Regions from separate parts of the Zea mays genome. Here region 2 is linked to region 1. Evidence: chromatin contacts called from public Hi-C data. All regions are on one chromosome and are shown on one strand. Each heading gives the region's core, a stretch centred on a gene start, on an enhancer-like site or on the middle of the called end of the contact. The rest is flanking DNA. Distances are from core to core; before and after follow the strand shown. Region 1 has its middle 44 kb from the start of LOC103638112. Region 2 holds the start of LOC100125655.

Evidence for each region. A called contact is a pair of places that touch in the nucleus more often than the background predicts.
Region 2: a Hi-C map of ear shows a contact between it and region 1, with 4 times the contacts expected there. The contact joins the promoter of LOC100125655 here to the enhancer-like site in region 1. A contact is called at or near these places in 3 of 25 Hi-C or Micro-C datasets (ear, leaf and tassel).

What each region holds. Positions count from the first base shown.
Region 1 is chr9:23,752,717-23,755,416 of Zm-B73-REFERENCE-NAM-5.0, reverse strand. No RefSeq gene overlaps it. Among protein-coding and RNA genes, the nearest start is that of LOC103638112, 44 kb to the right of the region's middle. Within about 2 kb of position 1,381, at least 18 of the 20 cell types and tissues checked have an H3K27ac peak or open chromatin away from gene starts, as enhancers often do. A contact at or near this core is called in ear, leaf and tassel, where this site is marked.
Region 2 is chr9:23,910,546-23,913,245 of Zm-B73-REFERENCE-NAM-5.0, reverse strand. It overlaps LOC100125655, which reads left to right and starts at 1,422. Exons shown (of 9, transcript NM_001112586.1): 1 at 1,422-1,521; 2 at 1,617-1,663; 3 at 1,742-1,814; 4 at 2,263-2,383; 5 at 2,481-2,618. The coding sequence starts at 1,454.

The DNA.
Region 1 (2,700 bases), core at 132-2,631:
CCCTGGCTGCGCGTCACCAAACAAGGCATGCACACGCATAGGAGCAGTGCCCTACTGCACATGTCGCGTGCGCGCGCGCTGCCGTGTTGGCGTGGCGCGCGCGTGGCGTCCACAGTATGCATGGTGGCCGGCTCCACTCCACGCATGGCCTCTCCCCGGTGACCCGGTGCCGTATCGGCAGGCGGCCGACCAGAGCCGCAGCAGGAGGAGAGAGGGCGGGCCGGGCCGGCCCCAAGCGGGGACCGGCGGCGACGTGCGTGCGCAGGGGCTGGCCGGCCGGCCGACCGGCCGGGGCCTACGATGAATGAAAGAATGATGCGTCGTCGTCGTCGGTGGAGTAGAGAGCAGTGAGTCCAACAGCGGCCTCGCTCGGCGGCCCGGCCGGACCCCTACCGCCGGCCGGCCACTGCGTCGTCGTCTGCATGCATGCATGCATGCGAAGTGACGACAACAGGCTCCATCGATCCATCCATCCATCACTGCACGCACGCACGCACGCACGCCGTCTCAGCTTTGCAGCAGCAGGCCGGGCAGCGTACGCGAAACGCATGCGATCCATTACTCGTGCATGCCGCCCGGTATGACATGACACGGACACGGACACGGTTACCTAGCCGTGCCGGCTATCGTGCCACACAGGCACATGTTGTGGCGGTGGCGCACAAGCACAAGCAGACACGACGTGCAGTGCAGGTCAGGTACCACATCCAGCTTTGCAAAATAAAAGCTTTCTCATCAAACTTCAGCGACAAATATAAATTCATTCATACAGAAACACCTTCAAAACTATGCTATGCTAGCTTGTGCCTTGTGGCCGGCCGGCGCCTAGCCTGCTTCCGCCTGCAGGCTAGCTAGCTAGTACGTACGTAGCTATCTGGCATCCGATCGTGCATGATACGTAGCTTCAGAGTTCAGAAGCTGCGTGTTGCCTGCATATTTGTCTGGACGCACGCACGCACGCATCTACAACGCCGGCCGGGGCCACCACCACACCACCTAGGCTCTGCTAGCTGTTGCGTGCGGGTAGAGTGGACCGAGACACGGTCGGTCCTCGTCATCGTCCATTGGTGCAGCGCCGTTGACGAACCACTGATTTAATTTTTTTTAGTTAGTCTCAACGTAGGCCGGCCGCCCAATCAATCGCGGTCGGACGTGCTTGCGTTGTGTGGCGCGCTAGCTACTGGCTATACTACCTACCAGTACGCAGTACCAGTCAGGGCAGAGTGCGTGCCACCAGCGTTTCATTCACGTCGCTTTCGACCATAGCCGCTCCGCTGCTGCGGGTTGGGTTGCATGCATGGACATGCGCGGGGCGGCGGGGGCGCACGGCAGGTCATCCGAGCGAGCCGCCCCGTCGGCGCGATGACGTGACGTCTCCACCTCCCGGCCCGGCTACCCTCGTCATAGATTTTACACCTCCCACGTACCCGCTTCTACGGCCCACGGGTGGGAACACCGGGCTACAAACAACTGACAAGCAGCCCAAGTAAGCCCATATACCCAAGTAGCGCTGGTCGCCTGGTCAGACACGGATGGTATAATAACAGGCTGTTAAGTAACCTTAGTTAGGGTTATGTGGATAAATATCTGTTTTGCCCTTGAGGGGTCTCACATATCTATATAAGAAATCTGTACACTCCCTCATAATACAGAGAAGAGAAAGATGCCAGAGGCCCAACCTTATATCATGTGTCGTGTGTTACACTGTCGTGCTTCTGGGAAGGGAGACGGGTTCTCTACAGCTTCTCGCGCCTCTACTGCTGACGGGAGGGAAGGAAGCGGATCTGGTGATCTGTGGTGACGTAGTTCTCAACACGTTATCAGCACGCTCTACCTCGACGTCGCTGCGGGATCATATCAACATCAACTCTTCGTCAAGCCGGCAGGTCCTCTGGCCTAGCCGAACTGCCCTACGCGACAGGTTTCGATTCCTCTACGTAATATAGCGGTATGAGATTGACTATATTGTTCTTAACCTGTTCATCGGAAGAATCTGGTCGTCACTCCGATTTCCCCCGTAGGGGCACATGGCACAACCACCATCCTACCTCCGTGAGATGCTTCTCTGTTGTTACCTCCGCGTCGCGCTGGAGTTTGTGCACACGCTGGAGGCGCACCCACATCGGCAGCTCGCAGCCGCGCTGCGCCAGAAGTCGCGCCGCGCTGAGGTCACGCCCGTGCCGGAGAAGCTTGCTAGAGCGCGGCCACGGCGGAGTCTGCGCGTCCGCGAGAGGCGACGATCAACGCAAATCCGTGGTCTGGCATAGAGTCTGAGCTGCGACTCGCTCATCTGAGCCCAGGCGGCAGCAGCCAGCCAACCCGTTGCTTGCATGCATGGTGGCTCTGCTTGCTCCTGCTCTGTGGTCGTTCAAGCGCCGTGATACGGTCAAATGCAGCGCATGCACCATCGGAAAGTGGCTTGCATGTCCATTCACGGTCCGGTTACTTGGGGATCTAGTAGTACCTTTCTTGACTGCTTCCTTCCCCAGAAGTGAGAAGACGTTGTTTACCCTGACATGCATTCTGCTGCATGCGCATAGTATAAGGATAAAGGACACGCATGCAGCCATCAAGCGCCTACTAGAGTTGCGGCCATACCTGAAGTGCGGTTAAAAAAAGTGTGATTAGCAAAAGATGGACTAGCGGATGGGTAGCACTCTCTCTCCACCACTCCGCATGGTCCAGCCATCATTTGAGGCC
Region 2 (2,700 bases), core at 173-2,672, 160 kb before region 1:
AGTTAATTTTTAACTGAACATTCACACAAATGGTATGCGAAGAAGCCTTATGTGTTTCCTCTTTTATCATTCTCTGACTCAAGTTTTCTGGGATGATCTATAGAAGATTCAGAGCAATGAGCTTAAAGCAATGGATGACTTTTTTCCAAATGGTTCCATCGCTCATTGCCAACATGGTGGACAATAGGGTGCTTCTCAAGGATAAACTACTGAGACGAGGGCATGAAGCCAAGAACACCATTCATACCTATGATAGTTTCCTACTAGGGGCTGCTTTTATCCTCAAGGTAACTTTGCTCCAGTGCTATGCTTGTTCCATTCTGCTTTTGCTGTACCGGGACTAAATATTTACGGATGTATTCTGGTGTCTGACAGTCCTATGTTCTCTGAGTTCTGACTCGAGTCTTTGTGTTTTGATGCTTTGTGTGAGGTATTGGAACAAGAAAAACCGGTCTGATGAACTCAATTGGTTTGCTTCCACAAGAACAAGATTCTAGGGAGAGCCAGAAAACAAGGTCAACAAAAAAGACGCAAGCGCAAATTGGTCTGCTTTCGCCAACCTGAAACTTTGGCGTACGGTTGGAACAGAACATCGTAAGGTACTAGTACTTCAACCTTGTCTCTCATTCTCTATGGCAAGGTTCTTTGTTCAGAACTACAAAAACTCCATTGGTTCTACTTCCAAATATAGGCATTTTTTGTATTTAAAAGGCGAAAGAATAGTTGTATTGTCGAATGCCGCTATACCGTTCTGTACTTCCACAACAGCTCAAGCGGTAGAATCCAGGAAAGCAGTCTAATATCTATCGGGGACACTGTCACGCACTCGTGTGCCAGTTCTCTAGTGAGTTGGGGATTTATTTCGTGTATGCATTTGGAACCTGTAAAATATCCATGAACCTGAATTGGAACCAAGTCTCGATGGGATGATTTGAATTTTGACTGGTCTCTCAAAACATGATAGCTTAGCTCCGTGACACTGGACTCAAAATCATTAAATCTTACATCCTCCGTTCCAACATATATTTCGTTTTTTATTATAGTTTGTATGTATACATTTATTATCATACATTTAAATATGGACATGGACCAAAAAAAATACTAGAAAAACTACTCGACCCATCTTAAAATAATAGTCGTTTTAGCTCTTTATTTTTATTATGTCTATATTTAAATAGATGAAAATGAACGTATATACATATATATAAAACACATATATAAACTTGTTAATTAACTAAAACTAATTTTAATTTAGAACGAGAAGAAGTATCAAAAGACCAGTTAATTTGACATCGGCTCGCATCCCCCCGTTCACCCACCACGGCCACGCAGCGCCGCACGAATCTCGGCGCGGTCCGCGCCTGCATCTTCTCCCTCGTTATCCGCTGGGTCACTCGCTCGTCGCTCCCAAGTCCCACCAAGCTGTCCCCCGACCACTCCGCCGCCCGCTCCAATGGCGGCGCCGGCCAGCTCCTCATGCTTCCACCCACGCGCGACCGCCAGCCCGCCGTCTTCTCTCAGGTCGGTCGCTTCCTCCCTGCTTCTCCGACCCTTCGCACCCTAAACCCTACCCACACTGAGGCTCCGGCTTCTCTGTTTCCCCCCACCTCTTGCAGCGTCGGCACCAAGGTCTTCGTCGGGCTCAGGGCGCAGACCAAGCTCGGTGAGATTCAACCAAAACCTGCTGAAATCTGTGGTGGACTCGTCTTCTGTGCTTGATTTTGGTTTTCGGATTGAGCAGGTTCGTCGGAGTCGTCATGCCCGAATGTCAGCGCTGGGTTCCACACTGCGGTCAACCGGAGAATCTCTCTCAGGTGAGTGTGCGTAGATCCTTAATTGTCACCTGTGCTTGTGTAGACCTTTGCTTGTTGCCTAGGTGTATGTCTGCGCTTACGTTTACCATGTTAATCTTAGTCTCATGGGTTTTGGCACTTACATGGATGCTGTATGCTTGCTGAGCCGAGCTGAGACTAGATTGCTCACTGTATTATATAGGTTGTGGTGATCAATCCAGTATTGTTGATGGATACTGAAACAGATGAGTTTTTTTGTTTCCAAACTAAGATGTTGACATCATGAATGCTTCTATCAGATTGTCAGTTCACGGTTCGAAGAAATTACTCGTTATGTCTCTTCTGATAGTAGTGGGTATTCTAGGTAGCAATATAGCATTTGAGGTAGCAAAAAAAACTTGGAATGATCCTGATGCGGTTTGTTGGGCACATTTCTCATCTCAGTATTCTGCAAATATACCCATGACAGGTTGTCCAAAAAGAAGGCGACCAGAGCCCGCATCTCGATGATGCCTATTGGTACTCCACGTGTGCCTTACCGAACACCTGGTGAAGGAACCTGGCAATGGCTTGACATATGGAACGCTCTGGTAAGACCCAACAACACTGATTATATGCTTCCTTGGGTTGACACAACTTTGTTCTCTTGCTGTGCATGGATAAGTAATTTGAACTGTCCATGTGCAGTACCGTGAGCGGATTATCTTCATTGGGGACAATATAGATGAAGAATTCAGCAACCAAGTGTTGGCAAGCATGCTCTATCTTGACAGCATTGATAATTCCAAAAAGATAATGCTATACATTAATGGACCAGGAGGAGATGTAAGGACCTCAGAATACTATCGTTGTACATATGCTGGTCTCCTTTTATTTCAATGTTATACTTTTTTTTAAAAAAAAAGAG